5 separate regions of the Mus musculus genome follow, and all the other regions are linked to region 3. The links are chromatin contacts, called in public ChIA-PET, Hi-C and HiChIP or PLAC-seq maps. All regions are on one chromosome and are shown on one strand. The core of a region is the stretch at or near the end of the contact, and the rest is flanking DNA. Distances in the headings are between cores, read along the strand shown.

What was found. Hi-C and Micro-C count contacts between places; a contact is called where the count stands out from the background. ChIA-PET counts read pairs in DNA pulled down with a chosen protein or histone mark. HiChIP or PLAC-seq counts read pairs in DNA pulled down with a chosen protein or histone mark.
Region 1: an RNA polymerase II ChIA-PET map of memory CD8 T cells shows a contact between it and region 3, with 78 read pairs. The contact joins the enhancer-like site here to the promoter of Gls in region 3. A contact is called at or near these places in 1 of 484 Hi-C or Micro-C datasets (regulatory T cells), 5 of 115 datasets of contacts at active chromatin or transcription factors (CD8 T cells, bone marrow-derived macrophages, effector CD8 T cells and 2 more) and 2 of 9 other capture datasets (adipose tissue and pancreatic islet).
Region 2: a Hi-C map of cortical neurons shows a contact between it and region 3, with 2.4 times the contacts expected there. The contact joins the enhancer-like site here to the promoter of Gls in region 3. A contact is called at or near these places in 4 of 39 promoter capture datasets (the C10 cell line, the HPC-7 cell line, embryonic stem cells and 1 more), 1 of 484 Hi-C or Micro-C datasets (cortical neurons), 2 of 115 datasets of contacts at active chromatin or transcription factors (embryonic stem cells and heart atrium) and 1 of 9 other capture datasets (adipose tissue).
Region 4: a contact with region 3 is called in a FOXA1 HiChIP or PLAC-seq map of pancreatic cancer cells. The contact joins the enhancer-like site here to the promoter of Gls in region 3. A contact is called at or near these places in 4 of 39 promoter capture datasets (the C10 cell line, the HPC-7 cell line, embryonic stem cells and 1 more), 2 of 484 Hi-C or Micro-C datasets (both in the G1E-ER4 cell line), 2 of 115 datasets of contacts at active chromatin or transcription factors (pancreatic cancer cells and trophoblast stem cells) and 1 of 9 other capture datasets (adipose tissue).
Region 5: a contact with region 3 is called in a Hi-C map of regulatory T cells, with 3 times the contacts expected there. The contact joins the enhancer-like site here to the promoter of Gls in region 3. A contact is called at or near these places in 9 of 484 Hi-C or Micro-C datasets (CD4 T cells, CD8 T cells, LSK cells and 5 more) and 2 of 115 datasets of contacts at active chromatin or transcription factors (CD8 T cells and effector CD8 T cells).

Annotation. Positions count from the first base shown.
Region 1 is chr1:52,365,246-52,368,101 of GRCm38.p6, forward strand. Gm31955 (a long non-coding RNA gene) reads left to right here. Exons shown (of 3, transcript XR_373401.2): 3 at 2,042-2,422. Among named protein-coding and RNA genes, the nearest start is that of Gm31955, 61 kb to the left of the region's middle. Within about 2 kb of position 1,381, at least 30 of the 459 cell types and tissues checked have an H3K27ac peak or open chromatin away from gene starts, as enhancers often do. A contact at or near this core is called in CD8 T cells, adipose tissue, bone marrow-derived macrophages and 2 more, where this site is marked.
Region 2 is chr1:52,434,721-52,437,420 of GRCm38.p6, forward strand. No RefSeq gene overlaps it. Among named protein-coding and RNA genes, the nearest start is that of Gm23460, 8.5 kb to the right of the region's middle. Within about 2 kb of position 1,356, at least 15 of the 459 cell types and tissues checked have an H3K27ac peak or open chromatin away from gene starts, as enhancers often do. A contact at or near this core is called in cortical neurons, where this site is marked.
Region 3 is chr1:52,231,744-52,234,661 of GRCm38.p6, forward strand. Gls (glutaminase) reads right to left here and starts at 1,489. Exons shown (of 18, transcript NM_001081081.2): 1 at 849-1,489. The coding sequence starts at 1,249.
Region 4 is chr1:52,453,542-52,456,421 of GRCm38.p6, forward strand. Nab1 (Ngfi-A binding protein 1) reads right to left here. Exons shown (of 8, transcript NM_008667.3): 8 at 2,308-2,880. Among named protein-coding and RNA genes, the nearest start is that of Gm23460, 10 kb to the left of the region's middle. Within about 2 kb of position 1,345, at least 44 of the 459 cell types and tissues checked have an H3K27ac peak or open chromatin away from gene starts, as enhancers often do. A contact at or near this core is called in the G1E-ER4 cell line and pancreatic cancer cells, where this site is marked.
Region 5 is chr1:52,021,070-52,023,769 of GRCm38.p6, forward strand. The region is part of intron 3 of Stat4 (signal transducer and activator of transcription 4); the gene reads left to right. Among named protein-coding and RNA genes, the nearest start is that of Stat4, 14 kb to the left of the region's middle. Within about 2 kb of position 1,407, at least 82 of the 459 cell types and tissues checked have an H3K27ac peak or open chromatin away from gene starts, as enhancers often do. A contact at or near this core is called in CD8 T cells, effector CD8 T cells, neutrophils and 1 more, where this site is marked.

The sequences.
Region 1 (2,856 bases), core at 131-2,630, 130 kb after region 3:
CTACACTGGGACATCAAACCTCCACAGGACCAAGGGCCTTTCCTCCCATTGACGTCAGACAAGGCCATCCTCTGCTACCTATGTATCTGGAGCCATGGACCCCTCCCTGTACACTCCTTGGTGGTTGGTCTAGTCCCTGGGAGCACCGGGTGGTCCGGCCATCTGATGTTGTTCTTCCTATGGGGTTGCAGTCTCCTCTCTGGTCTTTCTGCCAGATCCCTCACTAAGGTCCCTGAGTGCAGTCTGATTTGAGATGTAAATGAATAGAATGATTAATAAAAATAAATAGATAGTTAGATAAATAAATAAATAAATAAATAAGCAAGCTTTGAGGAACACTTTGAAAAAAAATAAATAAAAGCCCATCTTTTACTGGAGGCAGACTGAGAAGAAGTCAAAGTTTCTGTTAACCCACCTCTTTCCCTCAGCGGTAGTCCTAAGTTCTCCCCTTTTTTGTTGTTAATATTTTTTATACTTAATAAAGGAAACTCCAGAAGTTAGAGAGGTTACATTATCCAAATAAGCCATGCTCTCAGACTTTTCACCAAAGGAGGGAGATGTTGTATGTAGCCAGGGTTCTTACAGGATATACAGTCCAGGATGCATATACTGCAGAATGGGCCCTGGCAGATTCAAAGCAAGAGCTCCAAAGCTTTGTTGCCTTTTTTCAACATGGCCTTAGACTCAGTTGGGCTCTTGAGTAGGAAAGAAATCTATGAAAGAGTCTATTTCTTACTCATAGAAGTCTGTGTAGCTCAATGCCTTTTAAAAAGAGATACGAACAAATTCAAGTTCTCTAGAAAGAGTCCCAGAAAAGGGACAGTGGAAGGGGTGGCTCCCTTGTCCATTACCCCGAGCCCCTGGTGACTCTTCAAGATAAAATTAGGTGGAAGCATGTGAGTCTTCCAAGGCCAGCACACCTACTTCCTTTAATAGGAGCTGCAATCAGTCCAGTCAGTCTATGACATTAAACAGAAGTCTGACCAATCTAAATTGGAGCTGTTGTGTATCAGAAATACCTATCCAAATGGACATAGCTGTTTGCTATTCGCTGGGGAGTAAAGAAAGCTGTTCTAAACAGTGGACAACATAGTGGTGCTGAATTCAAGTGTACGCTTAATGCTTGAGGTACACATTTGCTCAGCACGAAACACATTTCTACTTTTAATCACTCTTAGGTTCCCTGTGCAGATTGAAACTGAAAGAAAGATCTATAGGAAACAAGATTTTCACAAGAAGTGTATAAATGTTTTGTGCAGTCAAAATAGAGATAGGCTGAGGTTATCAAAACAGCGATATTTCGAAACAGCAAGAGCAGTGAGTCAGGCTCATACTACCAAATATAGCAGCACTACTTCTGACAGGCTCAGAGCAAGGTCAGCCCCAGGCAGAGCAAAGCAGTTTTACCAAAACGGCATCATCAGGAATGAGAGGGGTGCTTAGCCCTCCGCCCAGAGCGTCACAATGCTTTTAAAGCATGTTTATAAATATTTGCCTCTGAGCCGTTTTAGGGGAGCTTTTCATCTGGCTTCCAATGAGTCATCCCTAATCTGGTTCTCACCCCAAAACTCCTGCTTGGCTTTCAGTGAACACTGGGCCCAATGAGTCCATATTTGCATTTATGATGGGCTCAAATGAAGACAGAAAAGGTGCTGGAGAAGGGGGGATGTGTAAACATCAGCCCATCTTCCTTTCTCTGAGAGCTTGACAGCAATGGTGCAGCTATATCCTAACTGCTATTTAAGATAGTGTTTTAGATTGCTTTGGTAACTTGATAATTGTACCTGGTGTTGTATTTTTAAATAATTATTCTGTGCATTTTCTAGCTAAAGGCACCCCAGAATTCAAAACACTAATATGAAATTTTACTCTTACCATTATATTTAAGTTATTAGATTAAAAAAAAAAACCATTGATTGAAGGATACTTGTAGAATAAATTAGCTTTTCTTTGTTCTATATTGAGACTGAAGAAAATGAGGGTTATTCACTACGATTGTGTTTGGTCATTTCTATACCAGAGCTTTTCTGTCTGTGACTAGGTATGAACAGCAATGAAATATGTGAGTGAATCTCTGTCTTTCCATTCCTCAAAAGCAAGATTTGGGAGCTGAGCAGGTTCCTGTGTATGTTGAGATGAAGTTAATATAGAAAGGAAAGACTCTGAAGAAAAGTGAGATTATAGTGTTCTTCCTAAGGAAATGAGCAGCCCACAAAGCATAAGGTAGGTGGACTGGAAGATTGATTTTTCTGTAGATTTGAGTAACAGTTACCACCACAAAGTCCATATGTTAAATTGAACTTTATGGCTCCAGTCATGTTTTGTTTAATATTGCATCTTAAACATTAGGAAATAATGTCTGTTCTCCTTACTTCCATATCATTTTTTCTTGATATATACCGATTCACATATATTTAATTCCCCCCCCCAATTTTTAATATCACTTTCTTCTTAACTCTAAGAAAAACAAGTCTATTTGTACATAGATAAATTGTTGAGGTAACATTTTCACAGGCTCACATAAGAGCAAACATGAGAGCACATGCATGCACATTGTATGAAGGTATGTCTCTGTATTTTCTTTTTTTTTTTTCTTAAAGATTTATTTATGTATATGAGTATGCTATACCTGTCTTCAGACACACCAGAAGAGGGCATTGGATCCCCATAACATGTGGTTGCTGGGAATTGAATTCAGGACCTCTACAAAAGCAGTCAGTGCTCTTAACTGCTGAGCCATCTCTCCAGCCCATGTCTCTGTATTTTCAATTGTTAATTATGTACTGCCAGAGAGCAAAATGCTGGCGGGATTCTGGTATTGTTTATTTTTATAGTCTATTACTAGATTGTCTGTCT
Region 2 (2,700 bases), core at 106-2,605, 200 kb after region 3:
CATCTATGAATGAAAATGACATGTCTGCCATAGGGTGCTACACAGCTTACATTATCAAACTGGAAACACAAGTGCTTGCACATGTGGCAGGCTAGAATTTAGAGAGTCTCATAAACAATTCTTATCATTTCATTGATTTTATAAACTAAACACAAAGTTGGCCTAAGATAAACCTTCCAAAGCCATTAATGAACTGCTGTCTCTGTGAGCTGTAGATTTTTTTGTCTTTCTAATTTTGATGTTGCTTCTTGATTATAATAGTTATCATCAAAAGAAATTGGTGCTGTATAAACATGTCTCCTAATTAGCCAATTGTCTTCAGAGAGGTTCATGCTAAGAGTGTTCTGAGGAAGAAATTTCTGTACTTGACACTTGTGGGTGGTGATGTAGCCCATCTCACACCAGAGGTTCTTCGTGGGTCATCTACCTTAGCCCTTCAGAACCTCTGACCATGACTGATTAGCACCATGCTGGCTCTAGATTTTGGCCCTCAGTCTGCCATTGAACCTCCACATCCATCTGGATACTGGATTTAGCACCTGAGAGTCTTAAAGGCAAAGTTTTCGTGTCTGGGCCTGGAGCATCAACCATGGATGAGAAGAGATGCACAGCTCCTGAGCACTAACCACACTGTATGGGAGTCTGCAATTTTGCCCATTTCTGGCTTCCTTGGGGATGTATAGATAGTGTATGATTTGGATGTATGGTATCTTCCATGTGGTAAGGGCTTCCTCTCCAGCTAGTGGCTATTCAGAGATAAATGGACCATGAGGAACCAACCTCATCAGTGCAGTACTCCACTAATGAGTGATAGTTTGAGGGCATCTTGAGGAAGTGGTGAAAACTTAGGAGACAGGACTAGTTAAAGGACGCCAGATGCTGCTGGGGGTGAGGCATGCTCTGCAAAGGTCTATTTTGTTACCTTCATCTCCAGTTTCTCTCCATTTCTCGTCTGCCAGAAGGTGGTGTGACTTGACTCCATCAAATACTTCCTGACAGGGTTTCTTTCTCAAAATGCTCAGCCCAGAAGCTGCAAAGCTACAGAAACATGAACTAAAACTTCTAAAACGGTGTGCCCCTATGGTGCCTCCTCCCTAAGTGCTTTCTTCAGGTGTGCTGTGACCAGGGTGGAGAGTGACTAACTCAGGCACCACGTAGGTGAGATCAGCGACACCCACAGGCTTCTTAAGTCTAATCCATGGGTGAGCAGATAAAGACAGATCCTTCTCCCTCTGGGAGATTTGATCCAATCTGGTTTAGGAGAAAGGATTTGCAGGAAATAGGATTCCTTCCCATCTGGTGGTTCTACGTCTTATTCTTATCAGTGCTTGCAACTATAGAACAAAGTTATTTTGGGGAGGATTTGTAGTGTACAGCGTGATTCCTTCAGGGTGAGCAAGCAGGGATATTTATAGCTGCCTCGTTTTGTTGCTTTAATTTATGTATCTGAAAGAGTCTGCTCTAATTGTGGGTGATTATCAGGAGGGAACTATGTTCTCGTGTGCCTCAGGGGATTGTTTGTGGGCTTATAGTTTTAAATAGCTCACTTATTCCCCAGTGGGTAGAAAAATCAATTTTATGGATCTTCAAACATAGATGAGCACCACCGTGAATAATAAAGCTAAATATTAAAGTGTTATTAGTGCATTCTACATCTGCTTTATAGGTTTCTCTTTTAGTCTAGAATCACTATATTATATTAAGTACTTTCAAGAGTATTGCTTGCATAATGTAATACAAAGGGGAATTTCAACACACGGTATGGGTTACTAGACTAATTGAGAGTGGTTGTGCCGTGATGGCGGAGACACAGTCCCAAGCAATGAAGACCCTTAAGGCCTGAGGAATGGCAGGACTGTTTACACTATCTGCAAATGGCCTTTTGGAAACATTATGTGCCCAAGAAAAGCTTACGAACTATTTCAAAGCATTTGGTACATGTACCCCCTCCAATCCAGTCCTCATGATAGAGTTGTTTTGTTTTTTTTTGTTTTTGTTTTGTTTTATCAAAAATTATTAAATGGAAAAAAATGAAGGTAATTCTTAAAAACTGAAATGCCATGGTGTTTGTTTTGTTTTGTTTTGTTTTGTTTGTTTTTTGCTAGTTTCAGATTATACTTAGAAACCCCTGTCTGTGTAGCACTGAGAGTTAGGGATTTGGGGGTAGCCACTAGATAGTCCCAGATGCCAGGGAAGCAAGAGGCTCCCAGGACACAACGGGGATGACTTTAACTGAAGTACCCAACAAAGGGGAGAGAGAACCTGTAGAGACCACCTCCATAAATAGGCACTGCCCCCAGTTGAGGGATGGGGTGACTCACCCGTCTCAAAAATATCAACTCAGAATTGCTTTTGTCTAAAGGAAATGCAGGGACAAAAACTGGAGCAGAGTCTGAAGAAAAGGCCATCCAGAGACTGCCCTACTTAGGGATCCATCCCATCTGCAGACACCAAACCCAGACACTATGGCTGATGCCAAGAAGCGCTTGCTAACAGGAGCCTGGTTTAGCTGTCCCCTGAGAGGCTTTGCCAGGTGAGGGCTACTAATAGAGATTCGAATGCTTGTAGCTGACCATCAAACTGAGCACAAGGACCCCAGTGGAGGAGTTAGGGGAAGGACTGAAGGAGCTGAAGGGGTTTGCAACCCCATAGGAAGAACAACAATATCAACCAACTAGACTCTCCAGAGCTCCCAGGGAC
Region 3 (2,918 bases), core at 239-2,738:
CTAGTTGGGGAAACTATATTACACAAAAGCATTCAGCAAAGAAAACTCAATTTTGCTCTTAGGCTAAATTCCCACCCTATATACACAATGAGTCAACATCCTATCACAATCAAGTCCCTAAAACTACTTAGATTTTGTGTATTTTATGTCACCTTATTTTTGTGCTTTTAAAACAATTTTATCCTTTAAAAATCTGTCCACCGCACAGAAGACATCAGACAAGCCATCACTGGTCCCGATAGGAACAGGTGGTCCATGCTGCGTTCCTCGTCCTCTAGGCCACATGTCCCTATTCCGCCTAATCTCATTTCTGAAGCATTATTTCCGGTGGCCCAGATGGCTCTACGCACGCCAAAACGATCCACCTCAGGAGGATTAAGAACCCAAGGCCACATCTGGCATCCAGTGGGATGGTGGTGGAGGCTTACAGAATGGGGGAACTGCGGCCTGGCAAAAAGGTGAATCGGGAAGGTAGAAGCTCCGCTCTACGCCCGACTCCTCAATGTCACTCGGGAGAGATGGAGGTTCGCGTGGCATCACCCTCGCAGAGCCGGGGCGCTGAGCACGCGGCGCGGCCGGACAGCAGCCTCTGCCCGGCAGGGGCTTCAGCAGGCAAGACCCTCCCGGCGCTCACCCGTCACCCCGGGGCGACTCGCGCCGGCCACGGAGGGGAAGTGGGAGCAGGCGAGGGGCGCGGGCGGGGCCGGGCCTAATCACATGGCACAGCCGTCGCAGGCCGCCTGGCATCGCTTTCTTTCTCTTCCGCGAACCTCCGTTGCTAAGCCGCACCGCCACCGCCCACCGCCCAGGGCCCGACCCCTCCCCTCAGCCTCACCCACGCAACTCACTTGTCGCCCGCGGCCACCATCTCCTTGCCCTCGCTGTTGCCGAACGCGTCGGTCTCCCCCGGGCTGTCCTTGGGGCCCGGGGCTGCGGGTGGCGACGCCCCTGGCTGCTGCTGCTGCTGCTGCTGCTGCTGTGGCGGCGTACCCCCCTTCCCCAGCTCCTGTAGGATCTCCGAGGGCGAACTGGACAGGCCGCCCGCGCCGGGGCCCTTCGCGCGGCCGCCCCCGCCCCACCACGGGTGGAGTCGCGCAGCGGCCACCAGGCCAGCGGTCGGCCGGCTCCCGCCCCGGGGGCGCCGGCACAGCGTGCCGAGGGGCTGCGCGCGCCGCAGGACGGCTCCGACGGCGGCGGGCGGCCTTAAGAGCAGCTCCCGTAGCATCGCCGAGCCTCGCAGCCGCATCATACCGCCGGCGCCCGCTCGTCAGATGAGGATGCTTGGGGCGTGGGCGGCCGCTCTGCTCCCGGAACCGTGTCCCGCACGGCGGGGAGAGGACTGGAAAGAGAAAAAGTCCGGGACGGGGTGTGGCCCCAGCTCCGCCGCTCCCGCCGCCAACGCCGCCGCCCTCGCCGCCGCCGCCGCCCAGCCTGCAGCCAGCCGAAGTTGCTCTGGCCGCCGCGAGCTCCGCACTGAGACTGACGCTCAAGGGAGGGCTGGAGACATACCAGGCTCACCAACCGGGGGCGGGAGGACGCTGACGGCCTGCCCCCTGCAAGCTCTTCCATTGGCTCAGCCTGCCGACCTCTCTTCTGATTGGCTAGAGAATCGGTCAAATTTGTCTCCGCGCCCGTACGCAGTCCCGCTGGGTCCTGGAGGGCGGGGAGAAGGACGACTGACGTGTGTCAGCCCCGCCGACCGCTCTTCCCCCTTGCCTCGGGCCACCTGAGGCCAAGCTGGGCGAGGACCCGTAGCTCCGGAGTCTGGCCATTCACCAGGCAGGTGCGCTCCAGGGAAGCACGTCCTCCAGCTATTGAGGAAGCTGGAGTGCGCCTGTTCAGGCCGCCCAAGGCTGGAGGGAGGCTGGCGGTGGCAGATCGTCTGGTCCAAACCTACTGCTCGCCCCCTCGGTTAGGGGAATGTGTCCGCCCCTCTGAAGGCATCGGTTCTGCCAAGGCCGCCCTGACTAGCTTCATCCCTCTCCCAAATGTGCTTAAAACTTTCCATGGTTGGCTACTGCCCAGAAGCGAAATGTTTTGGAAAAAATGAGCAAAATCCTTTCAGCTATGCAACTTAAGACATTTAGAACGTTTGAGCGTAGGAACAACGAAGAATAGAGAAAAAGCCAGAGTAAGGGTGGATCTCTTCTATCTTCTACAAGATTTCTCCAAATCTTTTGAACGGCGATTATTTCATTAGTACCAGTTGACTTGAAAGCAAAATACTGCAGATCCTTTTTCTATTTTAAAAGCCATTTTAAAATAGAAGCATCTGAATACCATGTCTCAAAACTGTTTCAGCACAGCATCACCTCATCCATGTATCCTTTTAGATGTGTGTGCATCATATGTTTCCTGAGTCTGCACACATATACCACTCAGGACTAAAACCGCTTTTTAAACCATTTCCTGAAACAGATAGGCTTAAATGCATAGATTCACCAAAGTTAGCAGGATATGTAATTCACCAGATTTAGTAATCCAATCAATCTGTACATGTTGAACGAGATTAGTAACCAAAGAATCTGACTGTGCCTACAGGCTTGTCATGCTCAAGTTTTTGTTTTGTTTTCAACCTGCTCTTTAGATAAAAATAAAAAGTGTGAAGGAAATGACCTTGTGGGGGGAAAAAAAGCCAGAATTTTATATTACTTGGGTGGCTTTTATTATTGCTTAAGGTTAGTTTGTCAAAAATATTAATATTAGTGAATCAAAGTTATATATTTAGGAAAAACAATACATTCTAGGGGAGAGATAGCAAATGTTACCCTTAATAATATCTAACTTTGTCTTTCTAACTTATGGGTTGCTTTCAAACCTTAGTGTTGTTCAGTTTCTTACAAACTAGTTATCTGTTTTTACTGCCTCTTTTCTCTTTTTTCTCAACCCCATCCAGACTACTCACCAATCCAGTCAAC
Region 4 (2,880 bases), core at 95-2,594, 220 kb after region 3:
TCAAAGCCTCATTTCCTTAAGATGCTTCTAATTGTTTCCCAAGGGGTTGGATTCAGTCAGCACCCTCCTTGCCACCAGTTTCATCTCTAATCTTTAGAGATTTTCTACTTCATCTGTAACAGTATCTGCCTGTGTCTGTTTCACACCCCACCTTGGTGGTTCCAACATGCTAGTCACAAGCAGTTGGATCGTTTTACTTCTGGCTTCAACCTTGGATTCAACCTTCCCTGTGTTGATTTCCTTCAGAGAATCTCTGCCGGAATCTTGACACTTAGCTAACTGGCTCACACAGCTATCAATGTGATCATTTTTATGCATGTCTGGTGGTTTTGTCATATGTGAATATTTAAGTCTAATCTATAAGTAGTGTTTACTGTGCCATATTTATGTATCATGCTTGTCCTTAGATTTAAGGAATATTAGCATCAGAAGCATGGACTAGTCCAGGTGTATAGAAACCATTACTAACACCTTAGGGATGTGTCTTCTCATCTGCATAGCTGAGATGATAAATACTTACAGATTATGCCAATTAAATGTGAAGCTGTTGGCCCTGTGCCAGGAAACAGTAGATTTGTGACATCCCACTGTTGTAGTTCCCAGAAGTTTAAGAAGACTAATCTGTTCTAGGTCATGTGCCTCATGAGACAGAACTAGTCTTGTCTTTTAGTATGAAACCAAAGGAAAAAAATGAACTTTTCCCATGTAAACCAACCATCACTCATAAACTTAGTCTCGGCAAAAGAAACCCTTCATCCTTCCCATTTAAAACCTTGCAGTATCAAAGATGTTCTTTGAAAAATGAGGTGTTCCCCATTCATTTCACCCTTCATATTAATTCTAACTGGAAATTGCCATTAACTACCCTAAGAACTTTAGTTTAAGTATCTGTGATAGCCCAATCTCATCAAACACTCTGCCTTGTGCCTTATCAATAAAGCCGAAGAACCCGTGTTAGCTGATGCATGTAAAATGGATTCATACAATGAACACAGACACACTTTGATAACAGAAGACTGTCTGAAAGGGCAAGGATAGCCTTGTCAGCATCAATTGTGGGTGGGAACTCACTTTGTCTGAGTCAGGACCTGAGAGTAGGAGTATGCATGTCAGAGGGAGATAAAACTCAAATGGTGAAATTCAGCAGAGCCTGTGTGTGAGAACATCTTTATAAAGAAATCTTTTTGTCTGGGAAGGACGAGCGCAGGTTTGGTGCTAGACCACAGGTGACAGTTGATGATAGCATTTACCCTCAGAAAATTACCAAGCTTATGCTGAGTCAGTTACTGGCAGGACTCCACCTACACACACACTGCCTAAGCAGCTGCCTCTGTACTTAAGCCCAAGTGACCTGCCAAGAGAAGTGTCTGCAGCAGTTAGAAGAGAAGGGCATTCCTTGCTTGGATTATGTGTGGGTGCTAAATACGGCACTTGAAACCTACATCTATGAGGTGTAAATTTTTAATACAAAGATGACTCACAAGGTTTCACAATGTGTAAATATGAAGTACAGTCTAATTTATAATGTCATGGGTTCTTACCACAGCAACGCTGCTTATGGGGTTGATTAGCAAATTGTTTGGACTACCAGGAAACTTGGAATTTGACACTCCTTGGTTAACAGAGGAGACTCATGGGACTTTTTTTTTTTTTTTTAGCTTTTGTTGCTGCATTTCTATCTTGTACCAATGTTACCTGTATAACCTACATTTTGAAGCATCAGATTTTGATGGCAGCATCCAACATGACATTTCTTTGGAGTTGTAAAAAATCAAGTTGATACTTTGGAGAAGGCACAATGAAAAACTTAAATAGAGAGCAATTATAAAGATTTAAAAAAAATAGGGGCTGAGAACATAGCTTGGTGGCAGTGTTGATCTTGAATGCATGAGGTGCTGGGTTCAACTGTAGAATCATAAAAAGTGGATTAAAATTCTGGAACATAAAGTAGAATTTATGTTTTTCCCAGTTTCTAACAGTGCACATCTTTGTCTTGTGATGCTGTGTAGAATTTAAAACACTCTACTGAGAGTTTAGCAAAGGTAAGCAAACTGAAGAATGGTAAGTGGCAGTCAAGCACAGCCAGAATCCACTTTCCCACTGAGGTGTCTTAATTTGCCTGTGGCAATCAGGATGCACGGTGTACAGAAATTAAATAATCAGTGCTCACAAACCTAGTATCTTGTTTCAATTCTGAGCCAGCTCCACCAAGCTACCCTCTGCCCCACATGTATGCCACAGCATGTGTTAAACATGTCATGCACACACAATGAACACATTTTCAAAACAGGTAGATAACCCATGTTATACACTTGAATATGTACCATTTTTATTTACCAATTAATGTCTTTTCCTTTTGCAACTGAGTCTTCCTGTGTAGGCCAAACTCAAACTACAGTTGCCCCACCTCAACCTTCAAGGACTAATTAAAAGTGGGCATCATCACACTGGCCCAATTAACTACTTTAAAAATAGAAAATCAATGAAATATTTTAAAAATAAAAAGAGAAAGCTAATGGTAAGTAGCATGTCATGTGAATGCTAAAAAATCGAGTTTAGTGCTTGGTGAGTTATTTTTAAATGCTTCTGTTCTAGACATCATATTAAATCACTACAACAATATTAAACTTTTCCTTTGGTTGAGGGTGAACTGGCAGAAATGAGCCCTTTTATGTCTTACAAGTGAGATCTGGACATAAATGGAGCAGTCAAAAGAACAGTCTTAGAAATTATGACCAAAGAATCAGGCACTGCCAAGAGACCAGAATTCAAAAGAATACTGTAGTGCTCAAGAATCGTGTGGCCTAGCAGCTATGAAAATATGAAAGAAGGAAGGAGTTCTAATGAATTTATAACAAAACCAGCTATTATTTATCATTC
Region 5 (2,700 bases), core at 157-2,656, 210 kb before region 3:
AGGTAGCTGTACTTGTTAGGATCGGATGTCTTTCATGGAGTTTACAGAGTTAATATTTAACTAAGAAAACTCTCCCAAAATGTGGGTAGAGCTATTCCTTGGTCTGGGATCCCAGACTGAACAGAAAGACCAAATCAAAGCTGAGTGCTCACATTGGTTTCTCTCTGCTTCTCAATGTTGCATCTGATGTGACCAGGTGCTTCATGCTCTTGCTGTCACGATTTCCCCACTGTGATGGACTGTATGCTCCAAATGTAAGCCACAATAAATCCTTCCTTAAGTTGTTTTCCTCAGATATTTTGCTCTGCACCAACAAGAAAAGTAGCCAACAGTATGTTGGTACTTAAAGAATGAGGCCTCTATAAATGCTCTTAATGTCACGAAACTGCCTGTTTCTTGTCATCTAACCTGGATATCTGCCTTAGTGGATAGACATGGGAGGCAAACTATGCATTGTTTGTGAAACAATCTGCCTGCCTTTTGTAACTTGCTCTCTACTGTCAGGATGGACCTTGGAATTCTGTGTCCCACTGGCTTTCTGTAGCTCAGCACGTTGTCACTCTCCTTGCTGTTTGCTTTAGGTTCTTGCATTCCTTGTCTGGAGATATAGGTGATGAGAGAGATTTCCATGGCAACAACGTGACTTTAGCATATCAGGCATAGATGGGGGTTTTTTTTGGGGGAAGACCTATTTGGTCATTATTATAAGTCAGCAAGAAAAAAATGGGGACGCGTCACTCGGGATGTAGACTGTGTGCTGGAATTGTGAGGTAATTTGGTAAAAGGACTGACATTTAATGGATGAATAGATGCAAAATGTGAGAGAATTAAAAATGAGACAATTGTATCACTTAATTTGGGTTATTTCACATATAATAATACATCTTAATTAGTTTGGGGAAGGGAGGAGAGATAATATGAGTTTGATACGAAAACTAGCATAAAGGACTTGGAACTACATTGTCTACGTTGTCTATATATACTTAATGCCACAAGACCAAGCTGCCAGCATACACTGTTCTTCATATTACCAGCTCTTAGCACACAGCTTAGTGTGTAGTAAGAGGCTCTGTGTCTTGTGTAATAATGAGAAATAGAGCTGACATTGAAATATGATCATTGCCTTATTCCAATAAATATCCTTTGACTAGCAGAGCAAATGTCACATCAGTGTAAATACAGTTCAGAGTCCACAAAAGCAATTCAGATTGTACACTTTGACTTCCTGATGTCATCAGTTTCTGAGGATGGGGGAACTAGTTTTACAAAGTATTGTTTACGACAAATGGTGTGAGAGAGAAGGTTTGATGTGGTAGCCAAAAGCAGAAGTTGGGGAAACCTTTCAGAGGAAGAAGGCTAAGAGAAAAAACCAATAACTGAAGACAACAAAATACTGAAGTGTAAGGCAGCCACACACTAACACCCTAGAACTTCACAGGAGAGGCACTAGTGGTCTTTTGGAACCAATGCCCACTCTCCAGGAGCTGAGTCAAGAGCAGTGACTCTTCATAATAAAGGACCACAGGCTTTGAAGTTCTTCACTTGCCAGAACAATAAAGCAACCAACAGATGGAGAATCACTTCGAAACTGGACATGAGACATTTACCTTCTTCCCTTCTCCACTTTGCTATCATGAAACTGGTGTATACTCAGCCAAAAGAAATGTTAATGCAATGCTCTTAGGGCCGAGTACATCACTTAAAAAGCTTTTTACTAGTGTATGATATGCATATAGTAGAGTCCTCGGATCCTGCTGCACAGCTCAGTGTGAGCACCAGGAATGTTTCCCTTTGTCACCTCCGCTATAAATTACACTATTTTCTCCACATAGTGCATGGAGGAACTTATTAATGAAGGGAAGAATGTTTTACCTTTTATAATTTTTCTTCATGTTTTGTATGTCCTATATTTTAGAGGCTATTACTTTCTCATATCTATAATGCCTTTATTTTTATAATATTTTTATTAAGAATTTAAAAATGCATATAATTTTTTTGGTCAGATCTACCCCTATAGCCCTTCCTTGAACCCTCCCTTATTCTCCCCCAACCCCAGCTTCTTTTAAAGCCCACAGATCCCACTTGGTGCTATTGTACATGAGTAGCTGTAGGGTCACCCAGTGACCATTGAAACCTCCCAGGGGTCACATCTCTGAATAAAACACTCTTCCTGCCTACAGTCATCAATTGTCAGTTGCCCCTATGCTTGGGGTGGGACTTTGTGAGCCAGTCCCCTGTACATACTGGGACTTGGGCTAGCTTGATCATGTGCAGGTCTTGTGTATGCAGACCCAGGCCCAGTGAGTTCATGTGCGCAAGGGTTCAGTCACCTTTAGCTGTAGATGTTTGTAACTCTTTTGAGCTCTACTGAGAATCTAAATGAACATACATCCTAATCCCAGAATTACTGATGAGTTAATAGCACATACTTGGTAAAGTATCTTACACAAAGACTTTGACAGGCATGTGAGTGTTATTGGTTTTAAGTCTTTTCTATCAGAAGTATCCAATTCACAGATGTTATTAAAAATTCTGAGTGAGAATCTAGAGCCATGGTGGGGCATTTTTGAGTTCCTTTATATCTCTTTTTACAATGCAGTTTAATATATACCAACTGAGTCTTGAACAACCAGTTTTTAATTTTTTAAAAGATGTATCTGTTTTTATTTTATCTGTATGAGTGTTTGCCTGCATGTATGT